3 separate regions of the Mus musculus genome follow, and all the other regions are linked to region 1. A link is a contact called in public promoter capture Hi-C data. All regions are on one chromosome and are shown on one strand. The core of a region is the stretch at or near the end of the contact, and the rest is flanking DNA. Distances in the headings are between cores, read along the strand shown. Region 1 holds the start of Zfp947 (zinc finger protein 947). Region 2 holds the start of Vmn1r233 (vomeronasal 1 receptor 233). Region 3 holds the start of Zfp40 (zinc finger protein 40).

Region 1 (3,785 bases), core at 735-3,234:
TATAGTTGGAGGTCATCACAACATAAGGAACAGTAGTAAAGGGTCACAGTATTAAGACTAGATATGAATGAAGCCTGAGAGAAGATAAACAGCTCAATTAAATAACAAAGAAGCTTGAAAGTAAATTCACTAAAAAGATAGTAATATTGAAGGGAATTCAAGATGAAATGAGGATGAATTGAAAAACTCAGTAAGTATTAGAAAATGCATCCCGAAGAGACTTGAGACTTTGAAGACATAGAATTAATGACATATCATTGATCAGTGGCCATTAGAAAGAACTATGCAGCTCTCATTGTAGCCTGTGCTAGCTTTCTGAGTATCTGATTGTGATATCCCCATCCTTAGAGTTCTGTCTTTTCACATGAGCTCTCTTTAATTCACATGACCCTTGCAATGGTGCCATTTGCTAGAGTGCATATTATAACAGTGCACATTATAGTGCCATGCTGTTTTAACATTTTTCTCCCCAAATCTGAGCTAATGAATTCCCTTTTCTTATGAAAAATCCAGTTCTTGTTTTCTTTCTTTCTTTCTTTCTTTCTTTCTTTCTTTCTTTCTTTCTTTCTTTCTTTCTTATTAGATATTTTCTTTATCTACATTTCAAATGATATCCCGAAAGTTCCCTATACCCTCCCTCTGCCCTGCTCCCCTACCCACCCATTCCGGCTTCTTGGCCCTGGCATTCCCCTGTATTGGGGCATATAAAGTTTGCAATACCAAGAGGCCTCTCTTCCCAGTGATGGCCGACTAGGCCATCTTCTGCTACATATGCAGCTAGAGATATGAGCTCTGTGGGTACTGGTTAGTTCATATTGTTGTTCTACCTATAGGGTTGCAGACCCCTTCAGTAAAAAGATGTTTTCTAAAACTTTATTTTTAATCAATAGTCTGGTCTAAGATCTGCAATATTGGGCTTGCTTGGACCCAAGGAGTAACATAAGAACTCAGCATATGAAGACATATTTCTGAATGTTTTACTTACATCCTAAACTGCATACAATTCTGATTAAAAAGTTCATGGCCACTAAAAAGTTTGCTTAGTAAATATTAGTGTTTACACCCATAACAGTAGGGCTCGATAAAGTATAATTTTTGGTTCAATAAATCTGCACTATTCCTCATATAATATTATATACAAAGCTCTCTGGGGATGCCTATTAACCGGGCCAAAGGCATTCTCTTGAATAAGCAATTAGTAAAACAAGGCAAGAAAGCAAGAACAAATTTACTTTCCACTATCTTTGTAATTGGCTCATTAGGAAATAGATAATGCAACCGCTCTTTTACAAGGTTTTTTTTTTCTTCATGTTTTTATTGGTTATTTTTTTTACATTTCAAATGTTATCCCCTTTCCACAAACCCACTATCCCCTCCCCCTGCCTCTATGAGTGTGCTCCCCCACCTACCCACCCACTTCTACCTCAGCGCCCTAGCATTCCCCTACCCTGGGTCATTGAGCCTGCACAGGACCAAGGGGCTCCCCTCCCAGTGATGACCAATAAGGCCATTTCCTGCTAAGTGTGCAGCTGGAGCCATGGGTCCCTGCATGTCTACTCTTTGGTTGGTGGTTTTGTCCCAGGGAGCTTAGGTTGGGGCGGGGAGGGTGTTCTGGTTTACCAGTGATTTTATGACTGAATATTCCAGTAATTGTAAAATACATTTTTAAAGAATCACGATAAATCCCAGGTCACAGGATCTCAAACTTCTAATCAGTGGTGAGACATCTACAACAGAACTGTGAGAGTGGCGTCCTTAAGAGCAGCTGCGGAAAACTCCCCCCTGCTCTGCTCCCTCCCGTTTCCCAGCCCCGCAGCTCCTCTGACCTGGGACCTTCCGGGGCCGCCGAGCTGCAGTGCTGGCAGCTGAACTGCTGACTCTCCCAGGTCCGCAGCCAAGAAAATGCTTCGGAGGAGACTTTTCCGGGTCCAGAGAGAGCTAGAATGCAGAAACCGGAAGGTAGAAAGACAATCGGTGGAAGTTCCTGTCACCCAGGACTGGATCTTAGGAGCTGCTCTCCTAGACCCGCCCAATAAACCGTGGTTATGGTCACGTGGTTTCCCAAAATAGTTTGAGAGCAAGAGCTTTCCCCTCCTTAATTACTACTGCTTTTTTCCTGTTCTGGTCAAGGTCCTGCTCTTGCCTTTATCCCTGCCCTGGGGGTTCCATTCCCTCCCGCTCAGTCATCAGCTTCCTGCCACACAGCTCCACCTGTGGACCTGCTCTGCACAACCTCCCTGCTGCTTGCTGACAGACTAGGAAAAACTGGTTCTGAATGATGCTGCACTCTGACATCTGAGAGTGAGTTCTGAAACCCTCAGATAATAAACAGGCAGCCTAACTTCTTAGCTTGGGACACTAGCCTCCTCGGCTACAATCGCACAGCAAAATATAACCAAGACCCTAAATTCCTTTCTTTCTTTCTTTCTTTCTTTCTTTCTTTCTTTCTTTCTTTCAAGTATACAAAAGAGTTTATTTAAGGCATGGGGATGGGAGTTAAGAGAGTAGTAGAGGCAGAGAAAGACAGAAGGAGAGAGTAGGTAAGTGGAGGCTGGCCATGCCCTCCTGGAGAGAGGGTGGAAAGGAATGGAGGGCAGGGGGAGGCACTAGGGAGGTAGAGGCAAGGGAGACAAGAGTTTAAGAGATAAATTCCAATTTCTTATGTTGCACCCCAACACACAATACTAAAAATGACTCACAAAGTTTGGCTTCCTTCCAAAGCATGTATCAAAGCATACATGAAGTATAAGAGGGACCACTGAGATGAAAATGTGGATAAAAACGGATGGGACAGAGAATGATGGGAGGGTGCTCTGCAAGCTCTCTGGGGAGCTCCAGGGACAAAGGTCACTCTGTAGAAACAAAAGCTGTACAACAGGGCAGTTGGAAAGCACTGATAAAGTTAAACTCCAAGAGATTTGAAATGGCCACAATAGCAAAGAAAATAGATAATGCAAATAGTTTGCACAAATATTTTCCTATAAATAGTCTGACAATCATAACATGAATGAAAACATCAGCATCAGCCCCAGTTCATGTAAGAAAAAATATAGTGATACTACAACAGAATTTTGATAGCCAGGAAAAATAAAATGCCTTCTGATGTGAGTTTATAGTACTTAAAATTCCATGCAGACAGGATTCATGGTCAGGGTTAGAACGGTAAGGAAAATGGACGTAATAATACTTGAATTCTCAAGGGAAAGGGCATTTGTGTCTGACACATCATTTTATCACTCTGGTCTATAACACAGAACCTGGTATTTGGGTAAGGAATGCATTGAATATATAGATTTCTTTTGGTAGGATGGCCAGTTTTACTATGTGAATCCTCCTCATCAACAAGCATGGGAGATCTTTCCACATTCTAGTATATTCTTCAATTTCTTTCTTAAAAAAAAACTTGAATCTTTTATCATAGAAGTCTTACACTTGCTTGTAATGTGTTGTGGAAAATATATAATCTCAACTGTTGTTTCTACCCAGATTTTGATTATTCACTTCCAAGGTAAAAGACATACACAATCTTTATAATATGCTTTTATGAGTGCTAGAACTAGGAACGTATCTATGGTCTATGCTATTAATATATCTATATCCCAAATATTAATTCCACTATATTTTGCCATGTTTTATCTTGGCTGCTTTAAACTCCAATTGGCCAGCCAACATGGCCATTATCTAAGACTCTTAGCCCATGGTGGCTTCCTCTTCTTCCACTTTCTTTCTCCCCAGGGTTCTTCTCTGACACACCTCCCCACCAAGCCTATTTCTCTTCTGCCCAT
Region 2 (3,785 bases), core at 434-2,933, 1.2 Mb before region 1:
ACATAACACTGTCATATACTCACAAGGGTAACAGTAATTGCATGGCATAACTGTGCCTTCTATTTTAAAATAACAGGTTGCAGAATAGAATGCAGCAGAACAAAGAAATATATAAGATATAAACAGCCGGGCGGTGGTGGCGCATACCTTTAATCCCAGCACCCGGGAGGCAGAGGCAGGCGGATTTCTGAGTTCGAGGCCAGCCTGGTCTACAAAGTGAGTTCCAGGACTACACAGAGAAACTCTGTCTCCAAAAACCAAAAAAAAAAAAAAAAAGATATAAACATTGACTCCCATCAAACAGGTATAGTATTTACTTCATGGTAAAACATCCCAAATTCAGAAAGCACAAGACAAAGGGATTTAGTGTTTTTTATTTAATTACTTTTACCTGAGACCTAAAGTTTGCAAGTTTACCTAATTTTCACTAATGTTTATATTTTAACTATGTCACATGATCATGCAAATATATAGCATGCTGTATAATGAAAATAATTTAGATATATCATTTTACTAGCTTGTGTACAAAATGACACACATAATTTCACAATATACATACATATACAAACACACACATATTTTAGTGAACACACTCATTTGCATCACAGGGATATGCATCCTTTCATGCAAAGACTCCACAGTCACTTGTCATGACTATTACTATGCATACAATTCTTTCAGAATAATTCAATAACCATGTTAGAAGTGACCAGAAGCTTTCAGGTTAGCTCTTGGCTAGAGGCTTTGGGGAAATATTCCTTTTCAAGGGCAGGCAGAAGCTGGATGCCCGAGAGTCATGACTCATGAGGAGAAAGGGACAAACAGTGGGGAAAACCAAAGAGGACATTGCAGCTACATTTGCCAGAGACCAGCTGGGATTATGCATGAGAGTTGCTAAGAGTTGACATATAGTAGAGATTGTGTAACAGGAGACAAATATGCTAACGAGTAGGAGGATGGTTTTAGTGGCTCTGGATGCAGGGGTGGATTTGGAAGAAACATTCATCCTGGGCATTTGTTGCATCCTTTGCTTGTGCCTATACAGGGTTAGAACCATGAAGCCACTGGCATATAGCATGAGTCCTAGCAAAAGTATATCAGGACTTGACACTAATGCTGCATACAGGATGTCACTGGTTGGATCATGACGCACAGCATAGCAGTATATAAAAGATTTTAGGTTTGTTGTGCTTTCATTGCTATATTTTGCCCTCATATGCACAAGATTAACACTGCTTATAATGAAATGAATTACCCAGTTCAGGTACACAGAATAACCAATGCATTTGTGCATTTTTAATTTAAGCTCTGAATGTCTGGAGTCGCTGGGACTGATCATGATGGCCTGGTAGACACTGAGGAAAGAAGTGCTGCCAATACAAACACCTCTACCTATTCTGCGAAAGGAGAAAATCAATTTGCATCCAATATCATTGAGAAAGTCTTTCAAGCCAAAAGCTGCTATTGTCTGGGGTATGCCTTTGAACAGTACTGTTAAGATGTTGGCTGCAATTAAGTGCACCAGAATCCAGTCTATAGACCTCAACCTGTCCCTTGTTAAGTAAAGAAACATATAGTGGTAGAGGAGAGAAGAATTAGCCAAAACACCAATCATAGTCTGAAACAAGATGATCACTCCTACAGACAGTTCACTGGCATCCATGCAGTCAGTTCCTCCTCTCATTGAGGATACTAAGCCAAAAGATAAGGCTGTGGACACCTGTAGTGTATCACAGAATACACAACATTCTTTATCCTAAATGAGTTCATAAGACATATTTAACCTGTAGGGCATCTTCAAATTTGACATCAATTGTACAAATGAAAGCTACTAAATGTGACAAAAGCACTCAAATATTTGTATATACATACTCTCTTGAATATATGAAAAAGTGCAAATGTCCCCTTAACACTACAGGCATAAAATATCTATGCATGTTCATCTAATATCTGAAACATATCAATTGAAACAATCATTGAAGCAGTTGGACAATAATCAAATGGCATACATGTAACTTTGGAAAATAAGCATAAACCCATACAAAATATGGTTAGATGCCAACCAAATCAGTAAATATCCCAGATAATCTCTTTATTGATACCCAAATAATGGGGTTTTCTAACTAATGAAATAAATATTGAGTTTTGTAAATTAAGGGTATATTTACAACGTGCAATGTGATACATGACAGCTTCAAACAGTCACACTGGTGGAGATGTGATTCCTATAATAATAGATAGCACTGATTAGAATATTTAAGTTCAGAGCAAAATGTAGGAGAGAGAGGAAAGGATATTCCAAAGAACCCAATTTTGTGGTCAGTCTTCCCATATTTAGTTTCCTTGAGAATGTTTTCTAACATGTGAACAAACAATTTAGTCCTAATGGTTGAAGGCAGGAAGAAATTATATTTATAAATAACTTCATTTAAATACCCCTTCTAATGCCCTAAGAAAAAATTCCTGGCATTCTAATCAATTTGTGTATTTTCAAGTTTGTGAGAATTTTGTTTCCATTAGTTGCTTCCTCAATCTGGAACTTCCTCAACCAAGTTTTGGTCAAATGAGATCTGTATTTATAAGAAATTCCAGTCAAGACTTCATTGCTTTATGAAGCACATTTTACTCCTTATTACAAGCATAACATTATAATAGTTGTAAGCCTAGAAGTTCTGAATATATGTTATGTTTATTAGATAAAAGCACAAGTTATTACTACTGTCAATTTGTTGCTTTGAGAACTTCTACATCTGATTTTATTTATGAAAGTTATTTCCAAATATTTCATGGAAAACTTTGTATAAATCAGTGTACAATTTTACAATCTGTGACACAAACAATGTACTAATGAATCATCCATTAAGAGCTTATGATCAAGTCCATCATTGTCTACAATCCCCACTGTGTAGAAGAGCTCAATAAAGCTAAACCTCATCGATATAAATTTCCCACAAGCCCAAACAGTGTCACCAAACATAAAGTGCTTCTTTTATCAGGGGCCCTTGTGAAACTTCCTCATGAGTGAAACTCTGTTTCCTTTTAAAGAAACATTATGTGACCCCCATAAGCACTAGAATTCCCTTCCAATAGTACAGAAGTTAGAAATTACTAACAGTAAAGAAAGGGATAAATTAGAATTGGAATGCAGTGTTTCTATCAACCCAGATTTCATTTCTCCTTGATCCATTCTTTAGGAGTTTCTGTGTGTCTTCTGTGGCCTTGCTAAAATCCACATCGAGTCCAATGTCCTAATCTCTCCTATGATCACCTACCAATACTCACACATTTTACCTTTTTTTCCTCTGCTTTCAAATTGCAGTCTATTACACTCTCTTCACTCTTTCTTTTTAGGATGCTGATCTCAGCATGATGGCCCCAGAAAGGTCATATGGAAAGAAGCACCCTTTGTCTCAGATATATATTTATGATTCTGTGACTTCCTTCCCTTCAGGCCTGCAATTATTATTTCACATGCAGTAGCAATGGACATTGCATGTAGGGTTGAGCAGGTAAAGATGTTGCTCTGAAGTTTCCTCCCCTAGTGACTATTAGCAAAGTACAATTACAAGTTCCAGCTGTCAGTTCTTAAGAGAATATTGTAGATTTCAGAGGGGTTGCTACTTTCTCAGTTCTCCAGAGGTCACCAAATATCACCTTTAAACTTGGATAAATAATGTGGACTGTTTGAGGTCTACAATTGAGATATGCATGTGTAGTGTATATCTTGATTATTTGAGATGTTTTGTATACAAATTTCATTATGCCTTCCTCATCTCAGGGGGTGT
Region 3 (3,785 bases), core at 671-3,170, 1.0 Mb after region 1:
GCTCCTCCCGATCCCTTGCTCAATCCCTCTACCATACCTGGATCCTTTGCTACAGTTTCCTCTCTTCACCATCCAGGGCTCTTTGCTCTGCTTCACAGGTAAGCAGGACTGGCTGAGGAGTGTGAGATCTGCATGCGAGAAAGATATTCCTCAGAGAGTAACTGGAACTTTTCATGAAAGAAAACGGAAAGATGCTCACACCTGTCAAAAGAATATACTTGAAGGAAGGAGAAAATATCATGAAAAATGCCTGTCGTTCTCTAAGGATTTCACTTTACTCTGTGAGATGTAAGACTAATCACACACATAGTGTAGTTTTCCCAGCACCTTGAGGAAGAACAAGGAAGACTGCAAGAAAACTATTCTCACCTAGAGAAACCAGACTGCTATACTTCTCCAACTGGAGATCTCTGTAAAAGCCCCGTGAGTAAGGTCTAGGCCTTCACATTCCTCCTGCACCAAGTCCACCTTCACAGCCTTGAAGATCAACAGATCCTTAAATAAAAAAGTAAAACAAACAGTGACAAAAAGCAGACAACAGTTTGGCCACATGTGCAAGGGCAGAGTGCTTTTTGTGAAACAAGGAGTCATTCATTACTCTGATTCCAGTGAGCGAATACAATTATTGAAACGATGCTTTCTAATTTTAGTTTTAATCTAAACTGAGTTTGCTGACTATAAAATCATGATTACACATTTCTGAATTGTGTATTTACACTCCAAATACTGTATTTATAGAGTGCTTACATCTCAAGACAGAAAATTAACAGGGAGTAAAATTTGCTTAGTAAACATTAATGTTTACAGCAGTAACTTTGGCATTTAATAAAGTACTGCTATGGGTAGCTGGCCAGAGATGACCACTCAAACAGTTTATAGCCCACTCAAAGTCTTTATTCCAGCCGGTTGAGACCACACCCAAGTGTTCAGGGACCTAAGTGTTTCTGTGAATGTCCAAAACATAGGGGTTTTAAGGGCAGGGACCTCATCCAGGCATCTTGCATAGCAGCTGCTGGGGCCATTCTGCAGAGTAAGTAGTTTGAAGCAAGCAGTTTTTAACAGTAGCTAAAATAGGAGGTTAGCCATCCTGATGGGAGGTTCCAGCACACCAGCAGCTAGGATCTAAGGTTGACTGGAAGAGGTTACTCAAAAACTTTAATCAATGGCTAAGTATGGTAGGTTAGCTAGGACATCCTGACCTAGAATAGAGTTGGGTCGTTTTTTTCATGGGATTCTCCATCAAGAAAATAATTTTTTAGTTAACCCTGGAAACGGTCTCAGCAGGAATACAACAAGATGGAGGAACCGCTACACTGTTTTGCTCTGTCACAGTGTATATTCTGATTCTATCAAATCTGCACTGGTTCTTCATGCGACTAGTATCTACAAAGCTTTCTGCTGTGCTTAGTCCCAGGGGCAAAGGACAATCTCTGAAATAGGCAAGTAGTAGAACACAGAAGTTAGAAAAAAGCATGCATGAATTTAAATTCCAGCAGCTTTGTAACTATTACAAAGCAATGAGAAGCCTGCTTGCAGACAACAGATGATGCAAATGCTCTAGCAGATTATTTTATGAAAATATTCTGGCCAGCATAAGATAAATGCAAAAATGACGATAAACCCCTGTTCATATGATTTCAATCTTCCCGACAATGGTAGGCTATCCATGGTTAAAAGATTATCTACTACAGAATTGTGAGAGCGGCTTCCTTTGAGCAGCCTCCACCCTTGCTCCCGCCCGTTTCCCAGCCCCGCGGCTCCTCTGACCTGGGCGTTCTATGGCTGCCGGGCTGAGGCTCAAGCTACAGCGCTGTTGACTAATGACTTTCTCAGGACTCCTCTCGCGGCACCTGTGGATGCCTGGAATTTTCACGCCCTCCTAGAGAAGCCCGTGTCCTCCACCCCGGATTCCGGACCTCGCAGCTTCCCCGGTCCCTCAGTGAATGGTGAATTTTTCTGTCACTCTGTGCAGGCTCCTTGGAGCACCGCCCTAGCTCCGCCCACCACACGCTGGTTCCGGTTACGTGAGGGTTTTTTTTTTTTTTTTTTTTTTTTTTGTAAGCCCACCCCTCCCAAGCTCTTCTCTTTCTTTCTTTCTTTCTTTCTTTCTTTCTTTCTTTCTTTCTTTCTTTCTTTCTTTCTTTCTTTCTTTCTTTCTTTCTTTCTTTCTTTCTTTCTTTCTTTCTTTCTTTCTTTCTTTCTTTCTTTCTTTCTTTCTTTCTTTCTTTCTTTCTTTCTTTTTTTCCAAGTCTATCCGATTGTTTTCGTTTTTAAAAACTTCCTCGCCTTCTGATCAGGCGAGTATCCCCGCTCCGCGGAGGCAGGTCCCTCCTAGTCAGTATTGGACAGCCTGTCACACAGCTCTAGCTGTCAGGCTGCGCTGCACACGCTCAGCACAGTCCCACCCACCCACCTACCAGGCTTGCTGACAGCTAGACCAGAACTGGATCTAGTCCGCTGCACCCAGGTCTGACCCAGACCGTGGCTTCTGAAGTCTTCAGATAGAAGTTATTCTGCCTAACTTTTCATCTTGAGATACTAGCCTTCTGGACTACAGCAAAAAGGAATCAGCCGACACCCTAAATTCTGACTTTTGTTCCGCTCCCAACATTATAGTAAACCTAAGGTTAAAATGCCCTTGACCTAAAACAGACAAACAAACAAACAAACAAACAAACAAAAAACCCAAAACAAAACAAAACAAAACAAAAAAAAACTATAGCTGTGTCCTTTAAGGAAAACACTGTAAGTGGTATCTTAAAGATACATAGCTCAAAAACCAAGAGTCAAATTCAAGGAGAACAAAGCAGGTTGAGCATGTAAATGAACTAAAAAAAGACAGGAACAAAATGATTTGTTGGGGGGAGGGGGCAGATAGCAAATGCTGATGGAAATGAGGACGACTTAAGATATGAAGATTGAATTCAATAAGTAGCTAGAAACATCGAAAAAGTCCAAACTGAAGTGAAGCAAGAAATCAAAACTGCAATGTCTAATAATAACTCAGAACAGGTAGGAGACAGAATATCAGGCTTGAAGACAAAGTACGGGAGCGGGATGTCTCAGTCAAAGGAAATGATGAATTAAAAGAAAATACACAAGTAGCACTGTTTAAAGGCAGAAGTGAAATTTAAACTGTGCATCCAACACTTATATGAAATAATTTAAATTTTAGACATTAACAACTCAATCTGGAGAGCTTTACTGGGAAGCTGGGTAATTATTTTCATAACTATGCAAATTGGAGTGACACTGAAAAGCCATCTGCATCCTTCTCTCACAGACCTTCACTATTACCAGCCAAACATCTAAAATTTTAACTTGGGGGAAGACATTTGAAGAACTCGGGATTTTGAAAGGAAATAGATGTCTCAGGAAGTTGATGGTCAGTTAGCCCAACTAACAAACTAGAACTGAATTCATATCATATTGCACACTACGGCTTTCTCCACATGATGGTGACTTTGCCGTTTTGCTAATTCTCAACAGGGGGAAGGAAGGAGGGAGGGAGGGAGGGAGGGAGGGAGAGAGACAGAGAGAGAGAGAGAGAGAGAGAGAGAGAGAGAGAGAGAGAATTGTTAGAAGAATGATCTAGGATTGAAATGAAGTTCAGAATGAGAGGGTGCACTAAGTGAAATATATCATGTGAAAGGGACATCACCATCATCGTCATCGTAGATATCACATCAATCTGTACTTTCATTTTGAGTCTTCATTTTCTATGCTATGTAACACTAGCTTCATAAAGAGTCTAGACATCTTGTTTCCCTTTTAACTGAAGGAAT

The links. Promoter capture Hi-C pulls out the DNA fragments that hold promoters and counts their contacts.
Region 2: a contact with region 1 is called in a promoter capture Hi-C map of hippocampal neurons, with 3 times the contacts expected there. The contact joins the promoter of Vmn1r233 here to the promoter of Zfp947 in region 1.
Region 3: a promoter capture Hi-C map of hippocampal neurons shows a contact between it and region 1, with 7 times the contacts expected there. The contact joins the promoter of Zfp40 here to the promoter of Zfp947 in region 1. A contact is called at or near these places in 3 of 39 promoter capture datasets (embryonic stem cells, hippocampal neurons and liver) and 1 of 9 other capture datasets (adipose tissue).

The regions. Positions count from the first base shown.
Region 1 is chr17:22,163,993-22,167,777 of GRCm38.p6, forward strand. Zfp947 (zinc finger protein 947) reads right to left here and starts at 1,985. Exons shown (of 5, transcript NM_177596.3): 1 at 1,827-1,985.
Region 2 is chr17:20,993,003-20,996,787 of GRCm38.p6, forward strand. Vmn1r233 (vomeronasal 1 receptor 233) reads right to left here and starts at 1,684. Exons shown (of 1, transcript NM_134202.1): 1 at 725-1,684. The coding sequence starts at 1,684. The coding sequence ends at 725.
Region 3 is chr17:23,191,308-23,195,092 of GRCm38.p6, forward strand. Zfp40 (zinc finger protein 40) reads right to left here and starts at 1,921. Exons shown (of 6, transcript NM_009555.2): 1 at 1,768-1,921; 2 at 370-495; 3 at 38-128. The coding sequence starts at 72.